Linked DNA regions of Mus musculus: all the other regions are linked to region 3. Evidence: chromatin contacts called from public HiChIP or PLAC-seq data. All regions are on one chromosome and are shown on one strand. The core of a region is the stretch at or near the end of the contact, and the rest is flanking DNA. Distances in the headings are between cores, read along the strand shown. Region 1 has its middle 17 kb from the start of Gm40070. Region 2 has its middle 7.8 kb from the start of Arl14. Region 3 overlaps Ppm1l (protein phosphatase 1 (formerly 2C)-like).

Region 1 (3,506 bases), core at 874-3,373, 170 kb before region 3:
CTCACTCTTCTGGCTTCTGTGGGCACCAGGCACACATGTGGTACACAGACAGACATACATGCAGACAAAAAATTCACACACATTAAAAAATACAAATACAAAAAAAAAGCAGTCCACTGCTAGCACGAATTTAAAAAGGACCAGATAATACCAAATATTTAGTAGGATGAATTGTGATTATGATTTTTACAACCGCAGTAAATATGGTTTGAAAAATGTATAACTGCAAACTAGATAGTACACACAAATTCTAAAAATAACTTTATAAAACTATACACACACAACACATAATCTTATTCTAAAATTAACTATAAAACTGTATCCCTGTCCACCATAAGATAAACTTGATAGCTCAAGAAAACGCTGCAGCGGTTTACGTTGATGACTCAGCAGTCGAAAGAGTTTGGATAGCCTGGACCCAGAGTCAGCAAGCTTTGGGTTCATAGTGAGAGAACCTGCCTCAGTGAGCAAAGTGGAGAGCAACTAAGGAAGAATCCTGACGTGAACCCGGGGTTTCCATACACATGGGCACACACACACACCTGTGCACACACATATATTCCTGCATACATGTAAATGTACGTATCTACAGGCACACACACAGGAAGGGAAGGGAAGAGGAGGGAGAGGACAGAAAGTAGAAGAAAGAAGCAGGGAAGAGGAGGAGGAGGTGAAAGGGGGAAGAAGAAGAGGAAGAAGAAGAGGAAGAAGAAGAGGAAGAAGAAGAGGAAGGAGGGGAGGATGATGAGGAGGAAGCATTTCCATTGCATCACGGTCAGTTACTAACCATCTGTGGTGACCATCATGATCACCATTTGCAGTCCAAGTCTTTCATGAATCCTCCACTATGGTGTGGATTTGGCATGTCGTCTGTGTTCAGTAAGGTCTTTAGCTTGGCATTACTTGAAAATCGGTGGTATCTAGGAAGGGGCGCTTAGAAGAAGGAAGCTGGTCAGTTAGGCAGATGTCTGGACCCTAGGCTCTTGTCTCCTTCCATCTCTCTCTCCTTTCCCTGTCTCTTCCTGCCTTGAAGTTAACAGGCTTCCTCCACCATGATGTTCTTTGCTGACATAGTCTTGGAACAACAAACTGATGTCACAGGAACTGAAGCCATGAGCAAAAAACTTTGCTTCGTGGTGTGCGTGCGTGCGTGCGTGCGTGCGTGCGTGCGTGTGTGTGTGTGTGTGTGTGTGTGTGTGTGTCAGGAAGGGTGGAAACAGGTTGTTCTATGTAGTTATGACTGACCTGGCCTGGCACTCCCTATGTAGACCAGGCTGGCCTGGAATTCACAAAGATCCTCCTGCCTCTGCATGTGCTGGGTTTAAAGGTATGCACCACCATGCCCCACCCAACCTTTTTTAAGTTGATCTTCTCCATTTTTGTTTGTTTGTTTGTTTTTTATTTTTTGTTTTTGTTTTTTTCTGTTACAGTGTCAAAAAGATGACTATCACATCTACTGTTTTGCACCGACCAAAAGAATGTAACAAAGGTAATGGGAAGTACTTCTGTGATCGACATTTGCTGTAGAAGACTGTCTTGCTAGTAAACGTAGTCTATTGACTCATGTTGTGAAAATGTCTTCCCTGCAGGAGACAAAAATGATGTCTTCCCCTATTCCTAAGGTCAACAACAAACTGAGGCATTGAGTCTGGAGAACTAATGAGTATTTTGGGAACTCTTAACAGAGCATAGGTGAGGAACTGCCTAAAGGGTGTAGGTGTTCCCCTTACAACAGGTTGCACATGATAAGACTTTAGCACTCAGGGATGAAGGCTTCCACATAGCCACATAGATGGACCCCCCCCCACCACCGTCTTGCCTGGCTTATATACTCTAGCCCTTCCCCAAGCTCAAGTACAATTAAAGCAGAATTGTGTACAACAGATCATAGGGTGAAGCTGGATATTCAGGAGAGGATCTTATGATCCCGTGCCTCATTGGGGTGTGTGTGTGTGTGTGTGTGTGTGTGTGTGTGTAAGTGGTCAACAAGCTCAGTTGGGATAATTCTTTTGCCAGAGGATGCAGCTGAACTCCCCGAGATGGTGCTTTCTTGGCTGGGAGGACAGTGACTCACATCACCACTCCTTGCTGACTTGATGACGTTATAGGCATGTTTAGGAAACTTAACATGGCAGAGAACTGCCTGTGGCTGCTAAGAGCTAATCGTGGTCTGGAGGAGCTGCTGAGCACTGCAGCCAGAGGAATGTTGGCGGCTCTCAATCATGGCCTGCAGCCCCACCACCGCCTGGGGGAGGGACTCTGCCAACAAACAGTCAGATGCGCAAGTGGGAATAGAGCCCTGTCAGTACCTTGATTACAATTGTGTGACCCCAGCGGCACACTCAGGTAGACACAGCAAACCCCCTACACCATAGGAAGGGAAACAAGTTGTTTTCCAGTGTTGGGTTTGTGGTGATTTTATGGGCAGCAGGATAACAGATATAACTAATCTATTTAGATCGTACTTTTGAACTGCTTTTATTTTTAGATAATTGAAAATTCTAGAAATAAATATTAGGAAAAGTTGATGGAGGCTGGAGAAGTGTCTCAGTGTATAAAGGCACTTGTCACCATGCTCGATGACCTGAATTCAAATTCTAGGGCCTATGTCACACACACACATAAGCACACACGCACATACAGAGATGCACACAGAGACATACAACACACACACACACAGAGATAGAGTGAGACAGACAGACAATACAGAGATGCATACAGAGACACACAGACACACATACAACACACAGACACACAGAGACACAGACACAGAGAGAGAGAACACAAAGACACACACAGAGATACAGACACACAGAGACACACAGACACATAAAGAGAGAGAACACACACACAACACACACAGACACACACACACACACACAGATACATACACAATACACACAGACACACAGAGAGAAATATATACACAGAGAGACACACAGACACAGCACATATAGACACAGAGAGACACACACACCACACAGAGACACACACATAAAACACACAGAGAGACACACAGACACATAGACACACACAGAGACACAGACTCAGGAGCTAAGCAGGAAGGAGGCTGAACTTGAGAAGAGATGTGAAGCGGGTGAGGGCAGACGTGAACAGCCCAGGGAAAGCCCCGCACAGTGAATCCACTCTGACTGACCTTGAGCTTCGCCTCCGGAACACACCAGAAACAGTGCCTCGATAGACACAGAAGGCTGTGAGTGGAACGGCCACGTATGCAACAACATACCCAGTTTAACCCTTTTGTACATAGAAACTATGCCTACTTTGAGAAAAATATGTTTGCACAATTTATTCCAATTAAATGTGAGTCGGCAGAAATAATTCAAGGAAATAAAAAAATGATCAATGATCTTTAAGAAATAGTGGCCAGAGATAGAACCAGTGAGGACTCTGCTTAAATCTATGCAGTTAAAGTGTGGTCATCGAGTTAAATGTGGTCATTAAGTAGGATTACTAAAGTAGGATGGGCCTGGGCGTAGCATAGA
Region 2 (3,130 bases), core at 461-2,960, 230 kb before region 3:
CCCAGCCAATCCGGAGTTGCTACACCTGCACCAGACTCTTTCCTTGTACCCCTCCCAAACCCATTTCTTGAGAATAGACATTGTTTAGATCTGGAAATCCCCTACTCTCCCCCTTCTCCTTTCCCCCCGAGGGCCTATAAAAACTGGGACCTCTTTCCCCTCGAGGTTGACTCCTCTACCCCTGCGTGGGATATGAGTCGTCCCCAGAGCTCTGGCTTTCCCCGAATAAAGCCTCATGTGGTTTGCAACAAGCTCGGTCTATCGTGGGTTCTTGGGTGTCCGTTATTGTCCTGAGGCCTGAGCGAGGGGTTCTTTTCGGAGTCTTTCACCTGCAGGTGCCAGGAGAGTGGCTCAGACCCCCTACAGCTGGAGTTACAGGCAATTGTGGGCCACCCAAGTGGGTGTTAGAAAAGCAACAGGCACTCTAACTTCTGAATCATCTCTCCAGCCCCACTTTTAAAGTTAAAAAAGAAAAAAAGTTCTACTTTCGGTTATTTCTTAAAGGGCGGACTTTTAAGAAACAAACAGTAGTAAGGTAGTGCTTGCCACAGTTAGCTGATGTAGAGATGAACAGCGCTAAAGCAGTGTCGACCTGAGCCAGCCACGGTTTTACCACTCACTGAAGCTGGAAGGGAACCAACTAGGTTAGTGGTGGTCTGGGTTACAGAGTCCTGTTTTGTTATTTTGTCTGTTTGCTTTGTTGTTGGTGGTAGTTTCTTTGTGTGTGTGTTTTCTTTTGTTTTGCCCCTGATTCTTGCTGGCTAGCCAGAATTCAGAAAATACTGGCTGCTTCATGTATTACTGGGGTCAGAGGTGCCTGAGTCATTGTTCTTAAATCCTTCATCTTCATCAGGATAAGGGGTGTGATGGTACCACTCCTGTTCCAACTGTAGACTCCATCTTGCCTCTCTTGTGCTATATTTTCCTCCTGTTCATTTTAACTTTATTGGAAAGGTGGGTGACACAGCGAGTGTGAGGGTAAGAGCCAGTGTAGTGGGACATATTTTCTCAAGAATGAAATGCTCTCATGGCAATCGTCACATCGTTCCTCGATTGGAAAAGGCTTAGAAATCAAGGCTATTTTTCAGTTATCTTCAAAATGATTCATATTTATTTTGTTGTTGCTGCTGCTGAGACAGGGTTTCTCTGCCCCCTCTATCCTGGAGCTTTTAATCTTTAGACCAGGCTGGACTGGAACTCAGAGATCTGCCTGCCTCTGCCTCCTGAGTGCTTAAAGACATGTTCCATCATGGCTCGTGTCTGTTGTTTTTAATTATGTGTGTGAGTCTGTGAAAGTGAATGCCAGCGGGGGAAGGGACCAGAGGAGCTGGACTTCCATGTGACAGCTGGAGTTACAGGTGGCTGTGAGCACCTGACGTGGGTGCTGGGACGAGAACTCTGGGCCTTGGGAAGAACGCGATGGTGCTCTTGACTGCTGAGCCATCTCTCCAGCATCTCAGGTATTATTTTAAACTTTTTATTGGTTCTTCATGAGTTTCACATCATGACCCCAGGCCCACTCAGCTCCCCATCCCTCTGTATCTGCCCTTGCAACCTCCCCGCAAAAGAAAGTATAAAAAAATAAATAAACGAGACAAAACAAAACAAAGCATAGACGACATCTCCTTGTGGAAGGTGCAGTGTGTCACAGTGTCAGGCGGCACACTCTTGTCCACACATCTTTACTTGCGGATGTCCATTGCACTGAGTCATTAGTCTGAGTCATGGCCTCTGGGTTCTGAGACACCATCAATATTGGATCCTCTCTAGGACACCTCTTGGTTATCCTATGTCACAGAGATCCTGCAGCTTTGGATCAGCAAGACTGCCCCCTTCTTATGCCCCAACAGTTAATAGATGAGGTAGATTTTTGCATGGGCCAACTCAAAGCCCTGGATCTGGGCCTGGGTGGGCCTGATTTGGTCAGCTTACCAGCTCTTCCTTATTTATACCACTAAGCTGAGTTTCACAGTTCCCCTCTTCCCTCATGCCCCTTTCCCCACCCCCATGACCAGTTCTATTGTGCTGCCCAGGCAAGGTTCAGAGCCTGCTCTCCTGTGCTATAGCTGGTGAGAGGTGGGGCCAGCTCTCCAGTGTGGCTCAGCCAGTGAGATTCAAGGCCAGTTCTGCACAGCCTTTGGACATCTACTTGGTCCAGGCAGCTGCCCAGACTGGGATCTTTGGTGCTAAGTTGAGCCACTGACATTCGGAGTGGGGATAGGGAGGAGAGGAGAATCTCTAGGAAGTCCCAGAGACCTGGGATTGGGGAGGCTCCCAAGAGTCAATGCAGGTGATCTTAGTGGAGATGCCTAACAGAGGGGAGATGGAACCTGAAGAGGCCATCTCCTGTAGCCTGGCAGGAACCCCAGAGGAGGGATAAGGACATCAACCTACCTTTCCACCCAAAATTTGTCCTGTCTAAAAGAAATGCAGGGATGGTGCAGAGACCCAAGGGTTATGGATATTTTCAACTGTGAGGATACACTGAGTTGTCCTCAGGAGGATCACATATTTCTGTAAGACATTTGGAGAAAGAGAGAGAGAGAGAGAGAGAGAGAGAGAGAGAGAGAGAGAGAGAAAGAAGCAGGCAATGTTCTAGGTCTACAAAAGGTAACATATGTAGATATACATTCTTTATCTGGGGGTGGGGGGAAGAAGTGAGTCTCTCGTTCATTTGGTTAGCTTACTATTACATATAGTACCAAGTGGTCTGCTAGCTTGGGACCTTCTGTTTCTCCTCTCCAAGGTAAGAAAAACTTTTAAATGTTTGAGTTTTTATGCCTGCATTTTAACAAACATTTAAAAATACTTTAATTTGCTTATTTTATTTATGCATTTGCATGGGTGTGTGACTAGAGGTCATGGAATAACTTTCAAGAGTTAGTTCTTTGTCTCATCATTTGCATTGCAGGGACAGAAGAAAGAAAGGCTTTTACTCTCTTAGCCATCTCATGAGTCCCCGGATTCCTGATAGTGCAAAGTGGGCCAGTGACTTGCTCACAGTCCTACATTTATTTGCAAAATCTAAAAACAACTTGCAAGTAACCAAATTGCTCGCTTTCACTTGAGTTTATGTAAGACAAGAGAATTCCTATGTGTTTTGAGAGAGGATCAAAAGATGTTGAAATAT
Region 3 (3,209 bases), core at 380-2,879:
TGTTACTTTTGTTGTATTTTACTTCTAATAAGGCTCTGACTCCAAGAGATGGTACTGGACTTTTGGGTTTTGTTATTGTTGTTTTCTTCCTTTCTTCCCCCTCTCGTTCTCTCTCATTTCCAAGTATGGTCATCCACAGACATTCGTCCAGAACTATAGCAGTAGAATCTGAACATGCCTCTCTGGGAAGGAACGTGGTTCTATCTGCTGTAGATAAAAGTGTGTAAAGAGCCCACGTCATTGCTGTCCCCAGCTTACTTTGATGCACGCTCGAAGGTTACTTTAAATAACTACAATTAGTTTAAAAATGACAACGGGGGTGGGGGTGGGAGTTCATTTTGTCCTGCAAGAGTCTGTCATGTTCTTGTCTGTTTCATTCATCAAAACTTTGTGATCTTTAGCCTTCAGATTTATACTATGTCCTCAGCAGGGTTCAGGGATGGAGGGAAAGGAGGGGAAATGTTCAAACAGAAACTAAATATAGGGATCCTATATTAATCATGGTGTGAAGCACATTCTACTTTTTTGTGACTTCCTCATTGAATGTCAGACGCCGTGTGGGTTGCTGCACTTAATCACCGTGCGCTGGCACAGAGTAGGCTGCTGCCAGCTGTAATCCTAGTAATGGTAGATCTTAGAGCATTTGGCTTGGCAATTTATTTAAATGCATGCTTAAGACTTTAGGTTTACTTTATTGAATTATAATTTACATACAATAAAGGGCAAGCATTTGACAAGTTACGTGAGTTTTGGTATATACATTTATGCACTGCCATAAGCAAGCTACCAAAAGGGATAGAAGAGGATTGACGGGGAAAGAAATGCTGGCAATAAACGCGGGTTTGTTTTTTTCATGGCTTTGAAGTCAGTTACTGTATGTGTTGTACTGTGAAATGCTACTGTTAAAGCTCCTTGCTACAAGATACTCTCCTAGTGAATTATGTGAAATTCATGAAGGATAGTTGTATTTCATGATATGTAACAAGAAATGTTAATGTCCTATGTCTTTTAAAATATGAAACATATACACTCAGAACTCCATGCACCACAGTATAGGGTTGTGCTAAATGATCTCACGTGTCCTGAATAAAGCTGCCAGTATCCATCTAACTTTTTCAAGTTTCCTTTCCTTTCCCATTAAAAAACCTTTGTTTGAGACCGGCTTTTATGTATCCCAAGCCGGACTTGAACTCACTCTACAGACAAGGATGGCCAGGAATTATGATCTTCTTGCTTCCAACCCCTGAGTGCTAAGAGTACTGATGTCTGCCACCCTGGCTAGCTATTAACATGGTGGGGATTGAACCCAGAGTTCTGTACATATTAGGCAAACACTCTGTCAACTGAGTTACATCTCCACTCTCATAAGTTTTAAAAGATAAAAATAATGGCCCCCAAATTCAGTTACTTGTGGTGTTGCTATTGCTGTTGTTCCCCCAGAGTATGATTGGAGGAATGGTGGCCCATCAGGAGAACATCACTTTAATGTTTCCCACCTCCAACTGGCAGTGTGCTGTGTTCCTGTTTTGCTAAAGGAACTGCTAACTTGCTGTCTAAGGAAGGGTTCAGGGATATAGAGGATAAGGGGAGGAACTAGCCTGAGCCTAGAGTTACTCAGAGCTGGCGTGAGTCCCCACGTTGCCACTTGCTATCATTTGACAAGTTGTTCCACTTTCTAAAGCCTCAATTTATTCATCTAAATAGAGGGATGACACAATTCCGATCCATCAAGAATTTACCATCCAAATGCGGGATGAAATTGGAAGAAAATGACTGTTGTCTAAAGAGAAATTCAAAGTGATGGGGCGTTTTAAAAAAGAGAGGGAGAAACCAGGCAGTTGCAGACAATTAAAGGGCTTCATAGCAAAGCTATGTTCAGTAGTGGGGAGCTCTGTATGATTAATTAGACTTTACAATTGAAACCTTCTCAGTGGGCTACAGCTTTAAGTAGAACAAGCAGTAGATGCCACACTTGCTGACCTGACAGCATAACGCAGTGGTCTACAAATGTAGTGGGCAGAAACTCATGGCTCTCCTGGGACCTGGGGTGCAGGGATTTGTAGCTGCTGAAACCTACTACAAAGGACAGAGGATTGGAAAGCAATGACACTGAAGAAATGACAAGGGGCCTCATTTCTCCATAGACAGTAGAGATTAGCCAGATGTTTGAGCTCTGCCCCTGTGGTTCGAGGAACCCCGCGGAGCTGATGATGCTAACGTTGTTCATAGTGACTCTTCAGTGACTAATGCGCTTACTAACCACTGTGAAGCCACTTCCTAGTAAACAGGGGTTGAGTAGGTGAGCTTTAGCTGAATGGTCTCTAAAAGCTGATCACTGCAGCAGAGCACTAGTGCCAGGGATTTAATCCAGCCCAGAGCCTCCATACCATGGAACAGGGCCATTTTCATGCTGTTTTAGGGTTTCCTGAAGTACTAGGGAAAGAAAGTGTGACAGATAAGATCTTGTATACCATTAAACCAAGTGACAACCCGGTATCGTTATTAAAAACTTTCCAGAAGTTTATTGAGCTAAGAAGTAGTGTTAAGTCTCAGAGAAGCAATTCAGTGTGTGGTAGTTCTGATTTCTGGACCTCAGCTTCCAGAGCATGACTTGACACCTCCCAAAAAGACACTCTCTTTCCATGAGCAAGGTACTGGTGGTCTGTTCCTCTCAGTCACCTTTACCTTATCCTTTTGAATCAACCTGTAGATGGGTGGGGATGGCAGGTCTGGGGGAGGATAGGAGTAGTGTAGGCCCCTTGGCAATTCTGGTGGGCTTCAGGATGCCCAGAAACCCTTCTCAGCCCTTCTCCAGCCTCTTCTTTCCTGTCCCACCTCCTTTACCGGCCTGACCTAAGGTATTAGAAATCCTTCTTTATCACTTGTATGAACAGTTAATTAAGGTCTACTCTCCTATTCCCTACTGGCTAAATTTTTGTTAATAAAAGATTTTATAAAAAGCCATGAAGAAAAACATACATATAAACGTGTTAGCAAAGTGTAAGTAGGCTATGGATTTTGTAGACTGATAGTGTTAGTGTTAGGAATGATCTTCGCTGTGGCTAATAGTATATCTGTCCCACTGTGTATGTGTGTTTCTCAGACTCAACCCTTAAGAGGCCAGAGGCAAGATAAAAGTCACATTTTTACACACTGTCTTCTCTAAGAGTGAAGAAGGTTGCAATTAGTCATTGGATTCCTTGCAGTTC

What was found. HiChIP or PLAC-seq counts read pairs in DNA pulled down with a chosen protein or histone mark.
Region 1: a FOXA1 HiChIP or PLAC-seq map of pancreatic cancer cells shows a contact between it and region 3. The contact joins two enhancer-like sites. A contact is called at or near these places in 3 of 115 datasets of contacts at active chromatin or transcription factors (CD8 T cells, embryonic basal ganglia and pancreatic cancer cells) and 1 of 9 other capture datasets (macrophages).
Region 2: a contact with region 3 is called in an HNF4G HiChIP or PLAC-seq map of pancreatic cancer cells. The contact joins two enhancer-like sites. A contact is called at or near these places in 1 of 115 datasets of contacts at active chromatin or transcription factors (pancreatic cancer cells) and 3 of 9 other capture datasets (adipose tissue, liver and pancreatic islet).

What each region holds. Positions count from the first base shown.
Region 1 is chr3:69,269,843-69,273,348 of GRCm38.p6, forward strand. No RefSeq gene overlaps it. Among named protein-coding and RNA genes, the nearest start is that of Gm40070, 17 kb to the left of the region's middle. Within about 2 kb of position 2,124, at least 30 of the 459 cell types and tissues checked have an H3K27ac peak or open chromatin away from gene starts, as enhancers often do. A contact at or near this core is called in pancreatic cancer cells, where this site is marked.
Region 2 is chr3:69,213,096-69,216,225 of GRCm38.p6, forward strand. No RefSeq gene overlaps it. Among named protein-coding and RNA genes, the nearest start is that of Arl14, 7.8 kb to the right of the region's middle. Within about 2 kb of position 1,711, at least 18 of the 459 cell types and tissues checked have an H3K27ac peak or open chromatin away from gene starts, as enhancers often do. A contact at or near this core is called in pancreatic cancer cells, where this site is marked.
Region 3 is chr3:69,438,757-69,441,965 of GRCm38.p6, forward strand. All of the region lies in intron 1 of Ppm1l (protein phosphatase 1 (formerly 2C)-like), which reads left to right. Among named protein-coding and RNA genes, the nearest start is that of Gm52607, 22 kb to the right of the region's middle. Within about 2 kb of position 1,630, at least 62 of the 459 cell types and tissues checked have an H3K27ac peak or open chromatin away from gene starts, as enhancers often do. A contact at or near this core is called in pancreatic cancer cells, where this site is marked.